Regions from separate parts of the Danio rerio genome. Here region 2 is linked to region 1. A link is a contact called in public Hi-C data. All regions are on one chromosome and are shown on one strand. The core of a region is the stretch at or near the end of the contact, and the rest is flanking DNA. Distances in the headings are between cores, read along the strand shown. Region 1 overlaps spsb4a (splA/ryanodine receptor domain and SOCS box containing 4a). Region 2 overlaps LOC141378646.

The links. A called contact is a pair of places that touch in the nucleus more often than the background predicts.
Region 2: a contact with region 1 is called in a Hi-C map of embryo, with 3 times the contacts expected there. The contact joins two enhancer-like sites. A contact is called at or near these places in 2 of 18 Hi-C or Micro-C datasets (embryo and gastrula embryo).

The regions. Positions count from the first base shown.
Region 1 is chr2:42,679,578-42,682,584 of GRCz12tu, forward strand. All of the region lies in intron 1 of spsb4a (splA/ryanodine receptor domain and SOCS box containing 4a), which reads right to left. The region is part of intron 1 of LOC141378646; the gene reads right to left. Among named protein-coding and RNA genes, the nearest start is that of spsb4a, 22 kb to the right of the region's middle. Within about 2 kb of position 1,409, at least 28 of the 62 cell types and tissues checked have an H3K27ac peak or open chromatin away from gene starts, as enhancers often do.
Region 2 is chr2:42,742,656-42,745,435 of GRCz12tu, forward strand. All of the region lies in intron 1 of LOC141378646, which reads right to left. It also overlaps a transcript of spsb4a not described here. Among named protein-coding and RNA genes, the nearest start is that of spsb4a, 41 kb to the left of the region's middle. Within about 2 kb of position 1,471, at least 32 of the 62 cell types and tissues checked have an H3K27ac peak or open chromatin away from gene starts, as enhancers often do.

The DNA.
Region 1 (3,007 bases), core at 159-2,658:
GGAGATGAGAGTCTGATGAATGAAACATTAGCAGTAACTTCCTGCAACAGTAAGTGACGCAACATCTTTTCCCGGAATAAGAGAGTCTCATCCCAAGGAGAAGCACTAGAAAAAAGACAGTTGGGGTATGTTTACATAAACTATGTCATTGTGTCTACAGCAGGTATGCTATTTGTGACGTATCAGTTCCTTCCAAACTATACACTTCCTCAGCAGTATGTGTAGTGTTACTCACAGGATGTCAAAAAGTTTTAGTCTGAAACTTTTAAAAACCCAAAATAGTTATGTACAGTAGCAATCGGATGTGCAGCTATGCAGACTCGAGCGCAAAAGTCCCTCGAGAAGTCCCAGAAGTCATTGCATAAACACTAAAATTAAAATTTTTATAAAGGCATAAACACATTAAGGGTGTTCATTTACTCAAATTCAATGGCTTTTATGGATAGAATATATTGTGAAAAGGGGGAAAAACAATAAATTGTTGTATGACTGCTTTAATGTTTAAATCATTTTCCATTAAAATGCGTAAAAGTCATGTGATCATCAGGAAGAACCATGGAAAAACGCAGCATCTTATTACCCAGCACGCATTCTCTGTTCTCATGGTCTACTGAGTTCGTTCTTTCTTAGGTAACTTGGCTAGATCGCTCTCTCTTGCATTCTTGGAATTAAGAACCAGCCAAAGTTTTTCAAAGCTTCGAAACAACTGAACCAAAAGTAGAGATTCACCACTGTGGACAATCTGAAGGCCACGTGATTCATGTTAATTGTATATTATTAAAGAGATCGCCCCCTAGTGGAGAGCCATTGAATTTATTTATTTTTAATATTTCACTTATGATGTAATGTGCGCTCCGTTTACTGAAATCATGTGACCTTGCTAATTTGGTACAAGCTCTAAAATCACTGATTCATCCTTAAATGGTTGTCATGAAGCAGTTCTTTAAAAGCAGTCATCACTAACATGTGGTACTAATCAGGTATACATCTACATTTCAGTACAGAACAAAATGCAGCATAGATTAAAATAAACGTTTTCAGTTAACATGATTAAATTCTGAACAACATTTTTGAGTTTGAAGATTGTGTTTGATTAATTTATCTTGTTAGCCTGTGTCATGTTAGACTACTACTATTTTAGAATACAGCTCATTACTGGACAAGCTAAAAAAAGAGCTCAGCTACAGCACACTATTAAAATATGTAGCGGAGTCCATGTTGCTACTTTTAGCTGCTCTCCAGCAGTGCCAGACTACATATTCTCTCTTTGTCAGACAACCCAAGCTGGTAGGTCACCGCCACAAAGAAAAAAAAAAAGGTCAAACATACTGTACTGTACACGCACACAAACACACCTCTGTCAGACTCAACACACTAAGGTCAAAGAGAAAGACAGACAGGAAAAGAGGGAGCTCAACTCAGACATCAGGAAGGAGGGTGGTCAGACGGCCAGACAGTCAGATGTCGGAATCCTGGGTAAGTGTTACCAATATTAAAGGAAAAATAAATGAGGTCATGAAAGAAGTGGGATAGAATGTGAATGAGAGAGAGAGAGAGAGAGAGAGAGAGAGAATGAATGAGCAGGAAAGAGAGCGACTGCTGCCCTAACATGCCACTCACAGCTATCATAACATGTGCTAGGAGTCGAGGTGTTAGGTTTTCCGTATCATATTTCAGCGTTGGAGAGGCTCCCGCGGCAGGGCACAAAGGCTTTCACAGACTTGCCGTCGTGCCGAGCCACACTAATGCGTTTCATTCAGGTTGTGTTTGGATCACACACATCAGTTTAGCTAACATTTCCTCACTCGAACCGCTGTAGTCACTAATAACAGTAATAAACACCGACGCAAACATAATTACGCTGTTTGTCTGGGAGTTGTAGACAGAGTTTTAAACACTGTTCACACATTAGGTAATTACATGAAGGCTTGTAAAACAGGCAGGAAAAAAGAAACGGCTGAGAAAAATACCTACATACAAAAAGCTTTTTCACGGATCAATTCAATCCATTAAGGACCATTTTGAGGCTGGAAATGTATAAATCTGACACGGCGCGCTTCCAAAATGTCAACGTCAAGCTTACTATTATGACACATTTCTATTTTTATGTTTATATGAAACAATGTATTATAGCTTGTGTATTGAATTTCCCCCGAAAACAGCTTGATTATTCTCTGCTTATAGTGAAGATGGAGGAACTAATAATAAATAGACAGACAGACAAGGGTGGTGCGATTAATCAAAATTGAATCTAAATCATGATTTGAAATGTTGCGATTAGCAAAAAATTGCAAAAAAGGGAAAATGATGTAATTATGTAAATTTATCACAAAAAAAATTAAAAATGCACGTAAGCAGGGGTGGATTTAGTTATTTTGGGGCCCTAAGCAATTACAGGCATGGGTCCCCAACAATCCTAATATGCACCCACTGTATTTTTATTCATTTATTTTTTATTTATTCATCACTCAATCTACTGTTCTACATTTGTATTTTAAAGCAATCCTTACATTTAAATGATTTGTTTTCTTAAGTTCCTAGGGCGTAGTGGCCACATACGTGGACAGCACGTTTTAGCTCTTAAGTGGCTATTTAAAATACTTTGAATGTTTTATATTTTGTTACAGACATACCGTCTTATCCTGCAACTGTTTTGCAGCATATATGAAATGTCCCAAACCCTATTTTTAACTGTCCAAAAATAGTTTTTACTCTCCGATGGTCAAAACATGTTCAAAAAATTTTTCTATGTTTAATATGCATAACGAAACAGTCAGGGAAAAGTGTTTTATGTAAATTTGGACCACGAGTCCACATATATGGACATTGTTTTGTTTTTTTTACCTAAAAGTACATCATATTAAAAGATGATACTTAGGTTTTTTACTCTAATTAGGTTTCAATAAGCCCAAATAGCAAACTTTTTTTTTTTTTTTTTTTTATAAACTTTATTTATTGAACACAAGTGGAAAGCATTCGTATACAAATGTCCAATTTCTGCTTTTCT
Region 2 (2,780 bases), core at 221-2,720, 63 kb after region 1:
TGACGTTTTTTTGTAATTGCACACTGGTGCTCCACAGGGCTGTGTTCTCAGCCCACTCCTGCACTCCCTTTACACACGACTGTACAGCCAAACACAGCTCCAACATCATCGTTAAATTTGCTGATGACACAACGGTGGTATCACCAATAATGATGAGACGGCCTACAGAGACAGCAGTTCCGCAGCATCAGGTCACGCACCAGCCGACTGAAGGAAAGCTTCTTCCCTCAGACTATTAGGCTGATGAACACTTAACACACCTCACACAGACTCTTACATACCCCTCACCATCACCATGCACACCATCAATATGTAGCATGCACTGTACTTTTACAGCTTCATACTTGAAACAACACTGCCTACAACTTTGTAGACACCTATTTATTGTACATATCGCTGTCAATTTTACATTGTCCTTTTTTTTTTAAGAGTATCCTGTTGTATTTTGCACTGTCTGTATTTTGCACTGTCATTTTATTTGTACTGTCTGCATTTTGCACTGTCGTTGTATTTGCACTGTTTGTATTTTGTACTGTCTAGAGCCAGCACCTAAACTTTTTACTCATCATCCGCTTGTTAAATGTGACATCACGCGGAGCGGCTTCCGGGTCCAAGCGCTCTATTCAACTGAATGGGGAGATTCATGAAATGGTAATAATAAACGTTTACAAAGCGATTTAATACTTTCGAAAGTCACGATCGCAATATATATGTCCATGCCTAATATCCGATGGCCAGAAAATGATTCATTGTTTTATAAATTGTTAAAATTTTGGTATTTGTTATGCAGCAAGCCCAGAGATTGTTGTGTACACTATGACTTTATGTAAAATTAACTTTAATGTGTGATAGGAATAAAACGCAATCATAAACGAATGATTTCTCCACTCAAATGAATGGCGGCTTGGACCTGGAAACAGTATACATACGTCACAAACACGTCACCACTTAACAAGAAGATAGCACATGTGCTGCTGATGATGTGGCAATTGATTTGATTTGTTAAGCTCTCTCTGCCAGCATACCTCTGGCCTTCAGAGATTTACTGCTGATCACAGAGCCGTGCTCTCCCATAAAGATGTGCATGAGAATCACAGCTTTTGCTAAAACCTTTAATCTCGATTTACACTAATCTAATCTATTTTCTACATCTATACACTAATCACGCAGCACTAATAAACAACTGAAAAAAATCACATCTATTTTTCAACATGACACACGGAACCTTCTTTAAGGGCCCTGTCACACTGATTCAAATATAGTTCAGGTAAGTCAATGAAATGTGGACGGGTTTTGGGTTCTGTCAGGCATGGTCTGTTTAGAGCCTGGCACATGTCGAGAGCCAGAAACCACACTGTATGTCAGCATTGAACTCCCAGGAGGTGAGGCGGCAGAGTGCTGAATGGCGCTGTTTGTGAGACTGGATGGGTGGGATTGGAGTGCAAATGTGTGTGTGCGCTGAGGGCTGTGTAGTGTTGTGGACACTTGCTGAGTGTGCGTCCCCCACTGAGTCTGACAGCAGCAGCTCAGACTATGCCTGCCTGATGAGTGAAAACAGAGCCCGAAAAAGCACAGAAAGCTAAAACCACAGTGAAGCAAATGAAAAATACCCAACCCTTTCAGACGGCAAGGTTGAATGCTTCATAAAGAGAGTGTGCTCTGCATTGTACGGCACTACATAAGCACCTATGTATGACACATGTACAACAAAGGCGTAACATAAGATTTGTAAAGTGCAGAGCAGGCAAGTGAGCGCTTTGTTTTCATCACAAAGAGCAGCCATCCTCTCACCCGTCCTGTCCTGCCGTTACGCCTCAGACATATTTAGAACCGCCGGAAGGAAAGAAGAGCCAGAGTATCATTTTCAACCAGTGTGTAATTCAGAGACCCTTTATGTGTTTTGTGCTTTACTCTATGAGAGAGAGAGAGAGAGAGAGAGAGTCAAAGACTTTAGCCCATCTGTCAGTCTCTTTTCTTGAATATGTCCATGTAATTCCGTTTTATTACTCCCAAAGGGAAGAAAGGATGAAAGGGGGAAAAAGAAAGCGTGAAGGAAAAAGACTGAAAGGAAATGGGTGCATGTGTATGAAACCTTATGAAATGAAAGAATGAGATAAAGAGAGGAATGTTCGCTAATAAGTACTTGGATAAGTGTCAATGTAGGCTACAGGGAATGAAAGAAAAGGAAGAAAGAAAGGAACAGATGTAAAGAGGTAGATTAAAAGTAACCGGTACTGTATGCAGTCTAGCAGAGTTAAAAATGAGCACTGGAGCCACGGCTGAGCTCTTAACGTATATTAATGAAAAATTAAACTAGACATCTAAATAACAATCATGATACTAATATTTGAAACTAATTTAGTAGTAGTAGTAGTAGTAGTAATAATAATAATAATAATAATAATAATAATAATAATAATAATAATAATAATAATAATAATAATAATAATAATTATTATTATTATTATTATTATTATTATTATTATTATTATTATTATTATTATTATTTGCATTGCACTTTTCCTAGATACATGCAACTTAAAGTGCTTCACAAACAAACAAGTATTAAAAAAACATCAATATCAGGGTAATATATAAAAAAATGGATAGACAAATACGAAAAAAAACAAAAAACAAATGTATAAACCAATAGAGCAAAATAAACAACAAATATATAGTCAGATAAATGCATACATGTACACATATTTGCATATATTTACACACACCCACAGTAGTACTTACACGTGTATACACATATGGCAAAACAATATGGCACCCAA